2 separate regions of the Hordeum vulgare genome follow, and region 2 is linked to region 1. Evidence: chromatin contacts called from public Hi-C data. All regions are on one chromosome and are shown on one strand. Each heading gives the region's core, a stretch centred on a gene start, on an enhancer-like site or on the middle of the called end of the contact. The rest is flanking DNA. Distances are from core to core; before and after follow the strand shown.

Region 1 (4,279 bases), core at 703-3,202:
TAGACCATTAGTAGCCTCAACTAGAATACCATGTGATGTTAACCTAAACTCAAAGTGTTCCTTTGTGGATTTTGCCAACAAAATATGTATGGATTCGAACAAGGGGAATGTCAGAGAATCCAAATGAGTTATCATGGAAATTCTCCCATTACTAACAGAAGAAAAAATAAGAGAGTACAGCGGTGTATATATGGATTTTAATTGGTAGACAGAAAGAAGCTAATGAATAAAATCATGTCAGATAGAGAATTCTAAATGAGTGACCATGTTTAGTTACTTTTTATTTTTCTGCATCAGAGCTGTCTTGTGAGTTGGCCAGTACAAGGTAGTTTCAAAAAATAGTCTGCATCCATTAGAAGTCTGTAGCCATGTTCAGTGGCAAGCAAGGGGAAATTAAATCCAGAAATGCTTTATGTAACCTGACATCGAAATTACAAGTTGATTTACTGATTGCCAGTTTACTGTGATAAAATTGGTAAAGGGCTGCAGGCTTCAAGCAGAGTTTAATAAATTTAGAATCTGCACCTCCCTCCCTAATTGTTGACGTATAAATGTATTGCCTAGTCTCTTCCATCAGATCGGTCTTTTGGTTGCATTGGCTAGAGCATTCACTTCTACACTAATCACAAAAGCTATTCCACAATAATTGCAAGAACAATAAGCATACCATGTGAGCAGGCTCAACAATCCTGTAGCCAGTCCTTGCCCTGAACATAGTAACAAAATCGTCTGCGATTTTCAAGAAATTACTCAAGATAAGCACCATGGGAAACACCAGAAAATTCACGGAAAATAATCGGTCCATTACTTAGCATGAGATTAGATTCCTGTCGCCGTGACCCGTGGTCGACTATGATCACACCATCATTCTCTCCCACAGCATAATCCTGTTCCTCAGTCGTTTCAGACTTGGAAGCAGAAGTTGGTCCGGAATTCATGGCACGGTATCCACTACTTGTTCCAATTGTCAGCAACTTGACAAAATCACGGCGAGACCTCACATTAGTGGTCCTAATGACAAAAAAAAGAAAAGAAACAGGGTTAAAATTAAAGGAACCACAAGAGATGCCCAAGAAACTGAATACAGGTCCAGCAGGGAAAAACTTACCTTGAGGGAAAATCGCCCGCAGGAGTTGCAGTGAATGGTTGAAAGGAGATCGACACAGGGTGCATAGACCTATTAGAGCACCCCCTCCGTGATTCTAGCTTCAGGTAAGAGCAGAGGACAGAAAGATCCCCCTATATTTTCTCAAGAGGCAATGTAGACAGCCGATCTAACAGGCACCTTCCGTATAAAAGAATATTTCAGTGCGGAAGATGATTCCTGATGAAAAACATGACTATCAGAGACGCAGGATACAAAAAGGCATCTACTAGATGGCTGACTAGAAGGCTCCCATATGAGCAGATCCGCTTTCAGTTGGCAAAATCAATTGTACACCTACGTAGAGTGGAATTTCATCCGAAACTACTTCTTGCTGAAATCTGGACGGGCCTAGAACTATCACCAAAGTAAGTTCCCCACTGAGCTCTTGCCAAATACTGCTGCGGTTAAGAATCGTGCTCCAATCGATTACGAAGGGGAAAACGGGGTCGGGTGACTCCCGATGAAATGCCCAACCAAGCGCACGGACATCCATTTGAGGTGCCTCTGAAGTAGGGCTGTCGTCGGTACCCAAAGGGGCTGCTAAACTGCATCTCTCGGAACTACTGTAGGTCTTAGTAGACGGCTCAACCGATAGAAACGGGAGATAACAGGTGGAATAGGGGAAAGTTTCCGGTGGGAGGGGAGCATACCTCCGCCGCCGGTGCCGCGTCGGCCGCCGGACTTTGGTCGCTCGCGTCAGGGAGAGGGAGAGGAACGATTTTTTTTTTTTTTTAGTGGGTGGAGCGGAACGATTGCCTTGTGCTCTTGGACGTGTAACAGGATGGTCCTTGGACATGTGACACCACGAGGAAGGCACCATAGGAAATAATATGATTTCTCAAATGAGCATATTTTTTTTTTGTTTTAGAATTTGATTTTTTTACATAAAAGAAAAAAACAATTATTGCGTTTTTAAAATATTTATTGTATTTTCATTATTTTGTACCTTCAAGAGGTAAACACAAATATTTTTCTATAGATTATGTGGATTGAAGAAATGTAAGAAAAGCATTATATATCTTCATTCATGACCACAGGCACGCTTAGTTATTGTGCCTCCTCATTGTATTTTTAAAATACGAAACTATTAAAAAATAGAACCGTGTGTTTTGAATTATGTTCTGTGTGGTTTTATAAAATAGTTATATATTTTGCCGAATTATATGCCCAGCTACCATTTTTTCCAAGTTTATATTCTTTTCCTTTTTGCTTTTCCCATTAAAAAAAGAAATGTAAGAAAATTAATACTAGAATTACTAATACACCATTATTGTGAATTTAAAATCTCCATTGTATTTCCATTATCGAGTAACTTGAAGAGGTAAACATGAACTTTAAAAATATCATGTAGCCTTAAAAAGATGTGTCTTCATTCAGGGCCACACACACGCACTGTTGTTGTATATATTCATTATATTTGTTTGGAATACATAATTACTAAAATAATTGAAATATTTACCAAAAACATTCTAAGCAATTTTTCAAATGCACAAACACTTTCTTTACTTTTCATGGAAAAAATTAGTTTTTTCTTACATTCTTTCACATGGAAATCGAAAAGGGAAACAAACGTGAGCCTGGAAAATACGTAAAAGGGAAATCGCTACAAAACGAACCTCATGATAGTTGCCCGGAGAGGTACGTAAATGCTGACTAATATACGCTTCCACTCACAATATCAACAAAGTAAAAGGCAGTTTGTGGTTATGTACGCTTTGCAGATATCGACCGGAGGTCTGAACTCTGAAGTTGGAATTTCCATGACATTTAGAAAAGAAAATAGGGGTACGTGATTTATTTTTCTATTCTTTCTCTATCTCATACTCCCATGCGGGGCCCACATTTCTACTATACACTCATGTGGCATCGGATTGTGCTGTATTATTTTATTTTATTTTGCGGGGAGGCTGTATTCTGTAGGGCGTAGCGTGAGATGTAGCCACGACCATGTTGAAGCGTATTTTCGTATTTAAAGACCATACTGGAGCATTTCACAAGTTCGAAGACCGTCGTGTTACACATTGAAGAGTATAAAGACGGCAGATGTAATTATCTCATTTGAGAGAGACAGCGTGAGCGAGACGAGAGAGGGCGTGGGGGTGGAGGGAGGTTGGTGACTTGTCATCATTCATGGGCTCGACATGGACGTGTGCGTGTAGAGCTGCCATGTGGAAATCTCGAGTAGCTTATTGAAGAAAAAAATCTCTCGGTTTATTATTTTTCTCCCTTCTTATTTTTAGTTCGTTCATATTTTCAACATGTTATAAAACATAAGTTCCATAAAAATTACTTAGATTTTAAAATAAATATTTGTGCAACTTACAAAAAATGTGGATAGCATATTTTAAAAATGTTCACACGCTACGAAAGAAATGTGCCAGTCATTCAGAAAAATGCTATACAATGTTTAGTAATTCAAAAAGAATCTTATAACTAAATAAAAGTGTCTCTGGCATTCCTAGAAAATAGTTCACGTGTTTCGGAACATATGTCTGACATAACAAATTTATCCCTACTAATAAAGCATGTACCGCTTCTGTCGTCTGTCGTGGCTTTTTTTGCGAAAAAGTCTGTCCGTTTTCGAGCATTCAACCCGCAGTCCCTGAGTAAGTTAAAAAACGTTTCGTTTTTACGTAGCGCCCCCAAAGCTTATCCATTCCCGTCCTCAACCGCAGGGCTGACGAGAGAGGAGGCGATGGAGCTCGGGGCGGGGCCTTGTCACCGGCGACGACGAGGGCGGTGTGCGGGCGCAGGAGGATGCTCCGCACCGAGGATCCCGTTCCCGTCGCGTCCCCCGTCCCGGTCGCCGAGCCCCTGCGTCTCAACCGCGGCCTCATGTTCAACGTCGGCCGCGGGCTGGAGCTGCTGCTGACCTTCGAGCCTTCCGAGCAGGCGATGCGCTCCTTCTCGCTGCACGACCCACGCTGGATGGACCACCACGTCTGGTAGTCGGCCCCGGCGCCAGCGCCAACGTGACGGAGGAGCTTCTCCCCGGCTGCCCTACTTTAAGGCGGTGGTGAAGGAGACCCTGCGGCTCCACCCGCCGACGTCGCTGCTGCTGCCGCGGGAGACGCTGGAGGACACACGGCTGCTGGGGTACGACGTGCCGGCGGGAACCCGGGTGCTGATCCA
Region 2 (4,279 bases), core at 545-3,044, 150 kb after region 1:
TCTGACCTGACCTGACATGATACGATATGATGGTGGGCTGATGGCCATGGCGAGTGAGCGAGCGAGTCGAATCTACTTTTGCTGGGCGTGGCACATGGCGATGGAGGTTCGGTGTGCTGCTGCCGGGGCACGTGGCGCCGGGCCAGCGGTTCGTAGAGCGCAAAAGGAGCTCCGAAAGGAGATGTTTGGAGCAGGAAAGGCGCCGGGACGGAACAGCCGCCTGGTCGATCGGGTTGCATGCATCACCCAACACTACGTACGTAGGTATGTATGGCCACCCACCGTGCGTGCGTGCTGCTTTGCAGCGGCGGTGCGGCACCACCGCACCACTAGCTATGCATATGTCGTGCATGCATTCACGTGGGACCCTCGTTGCGCGTACGGGACGGGCGCATGTGCATGGCATGATCGAGCAAGCTTCTCGCACGAAGAAAAGCTTCTAGAAGCTGTTAAACTAGTTCGGGTGACATGCATGCATGCATGAGTATTCATCATATCATGTGTATACAAATGATCCTGCTACATTGATCTCAACGGAGGTGACATCACGAGCACGTACGTACGTACGTACCAAAATCCTAAATCCATCGGTGATGAACACTTGGTCGCGCGTGACTTTCACCACATTGTCGCGATCCGTGGGCGCCATTTTTTCTCACGGATAGACTGTCACATGTCAGTTTTCCGTTTTTCAACTCGGTAATAACTCATCGACGCACGTACCAGCTGCTTGGCGTCTCTGTCGGTCCAGGTCGACACGTCGCGTCCATTCCACACCACACACACGGCCGGGAAGGATCCAGTTAACTAAACATGTCCCAAGCAGCCGAATCAACATGGACTAAAATGCGCTCCAAGCTCACGTGATCCGAGAACTTGTCAACGTGCAAATCTCTGCGCCTATAATTAGCGTATGGGATTAGTATATTAGACCCCTGCCCGTCGTGTGGTTGCGGTTGCGGGTCAGGTCAAATGAGCGCGGCCTACGTATACGTACTTGTCGCCTAGCCCGGCCGGCGGCAGCTGCGTTGCTACCGATACGATTTCCTTGCAACCTGGAGAGATTTCGCTGCCCAATCGATCCGTTCCCATCTACACGCGCTACAGTACTGGTATCGATTTGGGTTTGACTTTTGCTTGAGTACTCAACGTATCCACACACTATGCAGCAGTCTAAGCTTAATTATACGAGGCAATGCCAACTCTTAGAGCATGGTTAATAGTATAGCCAACTGCTGGCTATAAGCATCTTTATAGCTCATCTTATAGCTGGCTTGTACAATAGTTAGCTGTAAAAGAGTACTACTTTTATCATATATGGCCTACCTTTCATTCTCACAAAGCACCTAGGAGCACGTGCTAGAGCCGGCTCTTCACGAAGAGCCCGCTTCCCTTCTCTCTCCTCTTCTCTCTCATCCAACTCAGCAAAAATATAGTATTTTAATCCTTACAGCCTGCTGACTGTACCTTATTGTACTTGCTCTTACATGGGAACTGCATTCAAAATCCCGACGCCAAGTTGACATTTCCCGCCGTACGATCGATCGTGTGGCTCGGTGCGATTTGCTGGGACACACCACCAACACCAAACACTGCTCCACTCACCTGCGCCGCTACGCAAATCATTGTACCGCGCCCCCTCCGCAGCCCGCCGCGTGTCGCGCCCGGCCCATCGGACCACGTGCTCCCCTCCCTTCTCCGAACCTCGGCCGTCCACCTGGCGCGACCGCCCCACCACCGCCGGCTCGCTACATATCCTATATATACCCCTCGCGCCAGCGCCATCCCAGCTGAAAACCTTTCTTCTTCCACGAACCGCCAAAGTGTCACTCTCGGTTCCTTCCTTCTCCCCAGGTCCCCTCCTCGGTTTCTCACCAAGGAAGTAATCTTGGTTCGATCGCTCCAAGGTTGCACAGACTCGGTACTTCGTTGGACAGCCGGCGGCATGAGGAACCACAAGAAGTTGCTGCAGTTTCTGCGGCCGGACCCGGCGGTGGCGGCGGCCAACGACGACGGGTGCTCCCCGCTGCCTTCTCCCACGACCAGCGGGAGCGCGAGCACGTCGGCCACGGCGTCCCCGTCGCCCTACGTCGCGTCGCCGTGGGTGAGCCTCCCGGGTCTCGGCGCCGGGGCGGCGCTGTCGGCCGGCGCGGCGGATGAGACGGGGCTCCTTGGGTCGTTCGTGAAGGAGGACGGGCACGTGTACTCGCTCGCCGCGGCCGGGGACCTGCTGTACACCGGCACGGACTCCAAGAACGTGCGGGTGTGGAGGGACCGGCGCGAGTTCGCGGGGTTCCACTGCGGCAGCGGGCTCGTCAAGGCCATCGTCGTCGCCGGGGACGGGAGGATATACACCGGCCACCAGGACGGCAAGATCCGCGTGTGGCGCGCGTCCGCCGGCGACCCCGCCGTGCACAGGCGCGTCGGCTCGCTCCCGAAGCTCGGGGACTTTCTCAGGAGCTCCGTCAGGCCGTCGCACTACATCGAGACGCGCCGCCGGCACAGCTCCGTCTGGCTGCGCCACTTCGACGCCGTCTCGTGCCTCAGCCTCGACGCCGACGCCGGGCTGCTCTACTCCGGGTCGTGGGACAGGACGTTCAAGGTCTGGCGCGTGTCGGACTCGCGGTGCCTGGAGTCCGTGCACGCCCACGACGACGCCGTCAACACGGTGGCCGCGGCGGGGTTCGACGCGCTGGCGTTCACCGGCTCCGCGGACGGCACGGTCAAGGTGTGGCGCCGGGAGGACGGGAAGGGCGGCGCGACGAGGCATGTCATGGAGCGGGTGCTGCGCAAGGGCGAGAGCGCGGTGACCGCCATCGCCGTGGCAGCGGAGGCGCGCGTCGTGTACGTCGCCTCCTCGGACGGGGCCGTCACCCACTGGCAGTGGCGGCGCGGAGCCGACCGGGACAGCGCGCCGAGGAACGGCGGGGCGCTACGCGGGCACAAGATGGCCGTGCTGTCCCTCGCGGTGGCCGGGCGCGTCGTCGTGAGCGGCTCCGCCGACCGGACCATCTCCGTGTGGCGGCGCGACGAGGGCGCCGACCACTCCCGCCTCGCCGTGCTGAGCGGGCACACGGGGCCGGTGAAGTGCGTGGCCATGGACGAGGAGGAGTCCCTCGACGCGGACGGCCACCGGCGGTGGGTCGTGTACAGCGGCAGCCTCGACGGCTCCGTCAAAGTCTGGCGCGTGTCCGACGCGCCCGGCGCGATGACGACGCGGACGCCGGCGCACGTGTGGAAGGGCACGCCGTCGCCGATGGGCGTCTGGACGCCCTACCGGCCGCCGGAGCGGAGCTGAAGAATGTAGAGCGCGCACGTGTAAACCGTGTGTCCGTGGGAGAGCCTACGCTGTAGATACGCGTACGTGCAACGTAGAGGAGCATCATACGCACACCGTATCTAGGTATACGTATACGGTGTTGCGTAAATGCTGATTTGTTATTTATTTGTTTGTTTGTTTGTCTGTCCATTTTGGTGTCCCCTGAAATGGACGGCTTGGATGTTGACGGATGAGTGTTGTGTGGTGGTGATTTGGTCGGTGGTCCGATCCGAGCCGCCGGTGAGGCCGAGAGATCGATTTGTACACTCTCGACTAAGCAAAGGAATGGTCCTTTCTTGTTGGGACTTTTGGAGGTGTGAACGGCGGTTCGTTTCGTGTTTGTATTGCAAGACAAGCTGTTGAAATTAGGTTCGTATAAAGGTTCTGCTTGTGCGGGAAGTGGAAATTAAAGGAGGACCATGTTTGGTTTGCTTTGCTTTGGATCATTTCCTTTGCCGCGGACGGCAGGCCTACCGCCGCCGTAGAAAACGGTGCCCGTAAAACTTTCAAATGTCAAGACAGCGATGCCATCGATTCAGATGAATGAATTCGGTAACCGTCAAGGAAGATACCTGTCGTTGTAAGTTAGCCAGCCGGCCGGGTGGACGTACTTTTCGTACTAGCCCAGATCGTAAAAAGGAAGGTCGTGTTCACTTGTCAGCCGTGACTTGCGACGAAGAGCCGCCACTAGATGAGATGAGATGAGTGTGTGACGCCGAAACTGACAAAGGAGACGCTGCTATCGTTGGTGGCTCCGTCGTCGTGGAAGAGGGGGCCGATCCAAACGAGTACCGTACGTGCGAGGCAACGCAGAGCGGCCGGAGGAGGCGCGTGCGGCTGGGGTGCACCGGCTATAACCGATCGACGCAGGCCTGCACATTCTTGCCAAATTCTACCTTTTCTTTATACCGGCTGAGGCTGTCGACTTGCCGTCTACATCTAGGGTCGATCCTTCGCTTG

What was found. A called contact is a pair of places that touch in the nucleus more often than the background predicts.
Region 2: a Hi-C map of seedling shows a contact between it and region 1, with 2.1 times the contacts expected there. The contact joins the promoter of LOC123396139 here to the promoter of LOC123397167 in region 1. A contact is called at or near these places in 2 of 6 Hi-C or Micro-C datasets (leaf and seedling).

The regions. Positions count from the first base shown.
Region 1 is chr5H:59,882,337-59,886,615 of MorexV3_pseudomolecules_assembly, forward strand. It overlaps LOC123397167 (sirohydrochlorin ferrochelatase, chloroplastic), which reads right to left and starts at 1,953. Exons shown (of 7, transcript XM_045091819.1): 1 at 1,798-1,953; 2 at 1,109-1,324; 3 at 809-1,011; 4 at 668-729. The coding sequence starts at 1,173.
Region 2 is chr5H:60,027,529-60,031,807 of MorexV3_pseudomolecules_assembly, forward strand. LOC123396139 (protein JINGUBANG-like) reads left to right here and starts at 1,795. Exons shown (of 1, transcript XM_045091192.1): 1 at 1,795-3,699. The coding sequence starts at 1,946. The coding sequence ends at 3,298.